2 separate regions of the Delphinus delphis genome follow, and region 1 is linked to region 2. A link is a contact called in public Hi-C data. All regions are on one chromosome and are shown on one strand. Each heading gives the region's core, a stretch centred on a gene start, on an enhancer-like site or on the middle of the called end of the contact. The rest is flanking DNA. Distances are from core to core; before and after follow the strand shown.

Region 1 (2,807 bases), core at 123-2,622, 210 kb after region 2:
ATACACAAAAAGAATCACCAAACAGAAATGCATTAGAAGCTTAACTGTTGCTATCTTTACACCCTGGATTAATAAGTAATTAAACAATTTTTTTCTCTCAAATTTCTTTAATTTCTGAATGTTCCACAATGATACAGTTCTACGAGAATAAGAAATATTATTTGTAACAAGTGAAACAAAATAGTTGATGATATTTTGAAAAACTCAGAAAAGTCCAAGCCCATTTTATTTGATGTTAAGGTCCCTCACAATCAAGTTCTGATTAAACTGCTTGATTCCACCTAGTTCCTAAAGCTTAAGGAGAATTACATCCAAAAGATTATGAACGCAAGCTCTGGACTCAGACTGCCTGAATTCCAACCCCACCTCAGCCTCTTACTTGGTGGGTGACTATGGGCAAATAACTTTCAGCTCCCTGGGTCTCAATCTCATTTTTCAAAACAGGAAAAGAGCAATATTTCTTCACGGAGCCATGGTGTGACATAATGTATTTATTTGTGTAAAGCCCTCATCACTTAAGTTAACAGTTAAGGATTAATTACTCTCAATACTCATGTCCAATTACACATCCTACACATTCTCTGACTGATGTGAAGATCATTGTAAAACAAAACTGTCAAGTCCCACTCACGTGGAGCTTTGCTATCATGTAGCTCAGGGTCACTCCCTCTACCTCCGTGTGGTCCTTTTTGAGAAATCACGCTGGAGAAAGAAAGAATGCTATGAAGTGTCACGATTGAGTCCCCGTCCCCATAAAAGTTAAAGCTTTCCCTCCCTCCGAGCAATCTAGAAGCAATTCCGAGCAATCCGGAACCTTCCCCTCCAAAAGAGTCAGAAGGGGTCCGGGATTATCCAACGTCACGCAGAGATAGAGAGAAGGGCAAGTGTCATTGAAGCTGGATTTCTGACCCTAACCAGGGGACCTGACCGCTCCTCGAGAAATTAACACCAAGAAGAAATCATCATTCACTACGTGCCAGGAATTTAAGATTTCTATTTGTACCACCTTTTTCAATTCCCAAAACAATTCTTCTAGGAAGGCCCTAACATTTTAAAGAAAAGCAACGGGAGGCACAGGGAGATTAACTCCCCACGCGAGGAAGTGGAAGCGCGCGTGGAAGGTGTAGGGAGGCGGACTGGGCGAGGTGAGAGCCGCGGAAATTCCCAATCTAGGGGATACGCGAGCGTAGCCAGTCCCCTCTTGGGGTTTCGAGAACGCCCCAAACGCACAGAGGCTCCGCCGAGGGGCACGTACACGGCCGCCCTCGCCCCTCCGCACCTGCATTCTCCGCCGAGGATTCTTTTCCCCTAAATCGATTGCCAGGTGGTTGCGCGTCCCAAGCGGAGACACAGGAAGCTCGCAAGGGCCAGCGAGACGCGGAACAGACGCACAGGCCCACAGAAAACACACCGGCAACCCGCCCACTCCGGGAACGGAAGTGCCTACGAGTCCACCGGGCTTCTGGACTACACTTCCCAGAATTCGTCAGATCCGCCTTCCTGAGCGGAAGTGCGAGCGACTACACAGTGCCTGGACTACATCTCCCAGAATGCCGAGGAAAACAGTCCAGAGGCTCACTTTCCAGGAAGACTACGGGAAGCTCCTTGACTACGGTTCCCAAAATGCCAGAGAGAAAAGATTCCCGCCAAGTCCCAACTTCCGGGGTGGAAAGGCGGATTCCTACACTGAGAGTCTGCATTACGTTTCCCTGAGTCCTCCAGCGAAAATGTTCCATAGACACGACTTTCTGAAGTCGAAATGCCTCCAATTATGGCAGGAGTATTGTTGGAAAGGGAACAAGTGAGGAGATGCAATCTTCAAGAAATTAACAGGTTGGGAGACTTCCTTGGCCGTCCAGTGGCTAGGACTGGACGTTCCCACTCCAGGACCTTGACAAGGATTTGATCCCTGGTTGGGAACTAAGATCCCGCATGCCGCAGCCACAATTTTTTTTTAAATAAAAAAGAAAGAAGTTAAGGGGGGATGACTGTTTAGGGAACACTAGGTGATTGAAAGTAGTTTGATTTGAATATAATCTGACAATATGAGGCTAAAACTGAGAGGTCAAAGAATAGGCGAGGTAGAATGATTTGGGAGGGACCAGGAGGATCGAAGAAGGTACCAGACCCTGTGGTACCACTGGTTTTTCAGGAAAAACAACTTGAGAGGGCCAAAGTGGAAGCTTGTCCTCATGGAAAAGTGCTCTTCCCTCATTTAAACTTTTCATTGAAGTTATGATCCCTACTTTGGAGGTGAGAACACCAAATTTCAGAGACGTTAAGAAACTGTCAGCTATCTCAAAGCAAGCATAATGAAGGCTGAAGAGCTTGGCATTGGAGTCATTCTGACTCCCAAAGCCAAAATGCTAAAGCACTGGGGAGGATTCTATTGATGGAGAATGTTTTTTACTGAGTTTTTTCCTTTATATTTTCTGGTTAAAATCTTTATTATAGTGAGCAATTTAAAAACACATATGTTGGGACTTCCGTGGTGGCGCACTGGTTAAGAATCTACCTGCCAGTGCAGGGGACACAGGTCCGAGCCCTGGTCCCGGAAGATCCCACATGCTACGGAGCAACTAAGCCCGTGCGCCACAACTACTGAAGCCGGTGCGCCTAGAGCCTGTGCTCCACAACAAGAGAAGCCACCGCAATGAGGAGCTTGTGCACCAAAATGAAGAGTAGCCCCCGCTCGATGCAACTAGAGAAAGCCCTTACGCAGCAACAAAGACCCAACGCAGCCAAAGATAAATAAAATAAATTTTAAAAAAATAAATAAAAACACATGTTATTGGAAGCCAATTAAA
Region 2 (2,991 bases), core at 76-2,575:
TTTGTTGTTCTACAGTTTTTCTGGACTTGAGCTCTTATCTCACAGGATAAATCATGGCCTCTCTGATTTCAGCTGGCTTGTGGAATACTAAAGCATGTTATTAATTTATTGGATTTACTGTGCAAAGATCAGGTTGGTAGTAGGTGATATAATATCTGAAGATAAACTCAAAAAAGAAATATTCTCAAGATTTTATGTAGGATTTACCCCTTTCAATATTGCAGTGTTTATTCCAGTTCCCTGCCAGTGCAGCTTTCATTCACTTTTAAAGTGAGAAATTAAAACCAAGGAAATGCTGGACGTTTTTAATGTTTCTGCATTATGACCTGATGAACATTTGCCTTTTTGTGATTTCTTGGTACTTCGGAATCAACAGCCCACCCTAGCTGACACCGTTAAGAGTTCCAGATGTATCCAGGTACACATGGAACAAAGAAGGCAATCCAGTCAAGGTAAGACTGAGATCTTGTGTTCCTTAAATTGTTCAGTGCAGTTCAGGCCAATCCTCTTTCAAGATCTCCGTTTTTAACCCACACATCGCTCCCACTCTATGATGATTTTTATTTTCTTTCCATATTTCAAGCTTCACTTTTCTCTCCTATACAACATATTTCCTTGACAACCGCTTATTAGTATAGTTATATGAGAAAGGTGGGGGGGGGGGAGTGAGAAAAAGAAAAGGGAAAACTGGGCTCAACCAGCAGCACAGAATTCATCCAAACTGAACCCAATTATTTGCAACACCAAAGGGCTGCATGGCAGGAAGCACCCCCATGCAGCCACTCTGGAAACTGGTCTAGAAGATCCAGATCTAGAAAAAGAAACTTCTGTCCAGGCAAGCAGGTCAGTGGCACTCAGTCCACTGGAGCTCTGGGGTCTTTTGGAGACATTTGGGCTCCAGAACACCATGTCTATAGAATATTTTCCCCTCCAGGACTCTGGGAAATTTAATCTATGTACTCAGTGTAGTAATGCACATTTCCGCCCAGGAAGCCGAAGCTGTAGTCATTGTTGCCCTAGGGCACTGTAGGAAGTGTGGTCCAGGCGCTCCCAACGACTGCAAGCACTTTTGCACCAGGCAGGCAGGACCGTGGACAGCGCTCCCCCTCGGCATTCTGGGAAACACGTCTCAGGAGCTCCGAGTACTCGCAGGCACTTCCGCCCCGATGGGCGGGGCTGTGGATGTTGTCCTCGGGCATTCTGGGAAGTGTAGTCCAGGAACTCCGTGTAGTCCCAGGCACTTCCGTTCCCAAAGGGCCGTGATGGGGAATTCTGGGAAATGTTGATCTAGGGCTCCTGGTAGTTGCAGGCACTTCCGGCCCAGGTGGGCGAGGTTATGACCATCTTTTCGAGTAATGATCGTCAGTTTCGCGTCCCGCCACCCTTCGGAACTTCTTCGAGTTGCTCTCGAGCAACAGCAACCCGGTTGTGAGTTTAAGGGGAAAAGCGGATATTTGAGATGTAAGGACGACAGTTTTAGTTCAGTTAGGCGAAGTCGTCTCGAGTTTGGGGAGATTCTCCTGTCCCGGAGTTGGGCGCGGGTCCGGGTTGCAGTCTTTCCCGCGCTCAGCTCCCCCAACTCGCCTCCCCCACGTGTCAGCCACTTTCTGGCAGTATAACATTGGGCAAGTTATTTAATCTCTCTGTGCCTTTGTGTGCTCATCTGTTAAATGGGTTGATAGCAGTACCTTCCTAGTAGTTTTGGAATGTCCTTTGTAGTTCATTAGGGCAATGGTGATATTTCACAGCCTCCTTTCCTTCCCCAGCCCTGACTTCACAAGAAGGACTTGCACCGAAGTGCAGGGGGTAAGTAACCCCTTGGCTCCTGGCCCAGGGCCCCACGTGAGTAGGACTTGGCATTCTTCTTCTGTAAAAGATGTTCACATAAATGGAAGAAAAGGTAGGTTGTGTATTTATTTGGTTGTGAGCGATGCCAATAATTAAGCCTTAGTTGTTAAGTTCCAGTCTAAGGGCTTTATACAAATTACGTTTAGAGTAGCCCTATGAAAAGTGTATTTACTGTTCAGGAATAGTAATACTTTTAAAAACTTACTTTAAAATTTTTTATTAATCTATTTTTTTAAATAAACCTATAGCAGAACTAGCTTTTATGAGAAAACTGTATTTCCATATACATATTTAATGAGAAGAGTAGCGATGTTTTACATTTTTGCATATCTCTTTAATTCTTGACTTTTTATAAGAAAAATAGCTGGATTTTCATGTTCTCTTGTGCTATCTGTTGTGAGATACTGTTTTGGTTAAAGTGATGAAGAAAATGCAGCCTCCCACAGTTATAGTTAGGAAAGAAAGGATTATTTTAATAGACTTTACAGATAATATTCTCCTTTGATACTGCACCCAAGAGCCACAAGTGATAGTTTCTTAAGGTTATGTGGAATCTGAAACCATATCAGAGGACTTTTTGTACTACATTACATTACAACCCTTTGGTCAGTTTTGTATTTTGTGTACTTTGAGTCTTTCATCCATTAATGGTTTTATGAAATGATGCATCGCTCAATTGGAAAATGTTAATGGCCGAGTTTTACAGATATTTCAAATATTGACACATTTGATTTTACAAGATTTTAAAAAATCATATTTGTCAATACCATCACCAGTCTCATCAGAAAAGTTCTGTCTCTAAAGACCTTAAGTCTTTAAGCACTGGGAGGCTGTCAAGCTCTCAGTGATACAAGTTTTCCAAAATTCCGATACTTTGCTGCCAGTAATTTTCTTTGAAGTAACAGACTTGTTTTGCTCATTTCCAAAAGTTCTGCCAGATACCTAGATCTGAGCAACCATAGTTTGTCAGTTGTTCTTTCAAGAAAAGGGATGTTTTCCAGAAAGGAATGCCTAGTATTCCTGGTAACTCCAAGAATGGCCACAGCTGCCTTTTCTTGGGACAACCATTGTTGTCAGTAAGCATATGCAGTAAGTAAGCATAAATTTTACTGTAGACTATCACAAGGACGTATACCCCAGGAC

What was found. Hi-C and Micro-C count contacts between places; a contact is called where the count stands out from the background.
Region 1: a contact with region 2 is called in a Hi-C map of lung, with 6 times the contacts expected there. The contact joins the promoter of LOC138413844 here to the promoter of ZNF235 in region 2. A contact is called at or near these places in 2 of 3 Hi-C or Micro-C datasets (lung and muscle).

The regions. Positions count from the first base shown.
Region 1 is chr20:10,933,638-10,936,444 of mDelDel1.2, forward strand. It overlaps LOC138413844 (zinc finger protein 234-like), which reads right to left and starts at 1,373. Exons shown (of 5, transcript XM_059999557.2): 1 at 1,280-1,373; 2 at 632-702.
Region 2 is chr20:10,725,956-10,728,946 of mDelDel1.2, forward strand. It overlaps ZNF235 (zinc finger protein 235), which reads left to right and starts at 1,326. Exons shown (of 6, transcript XM_059999547.1): 1 at 1,326-1,428; 2 at 1,767-1,806. The coding sequence starts at 1,337.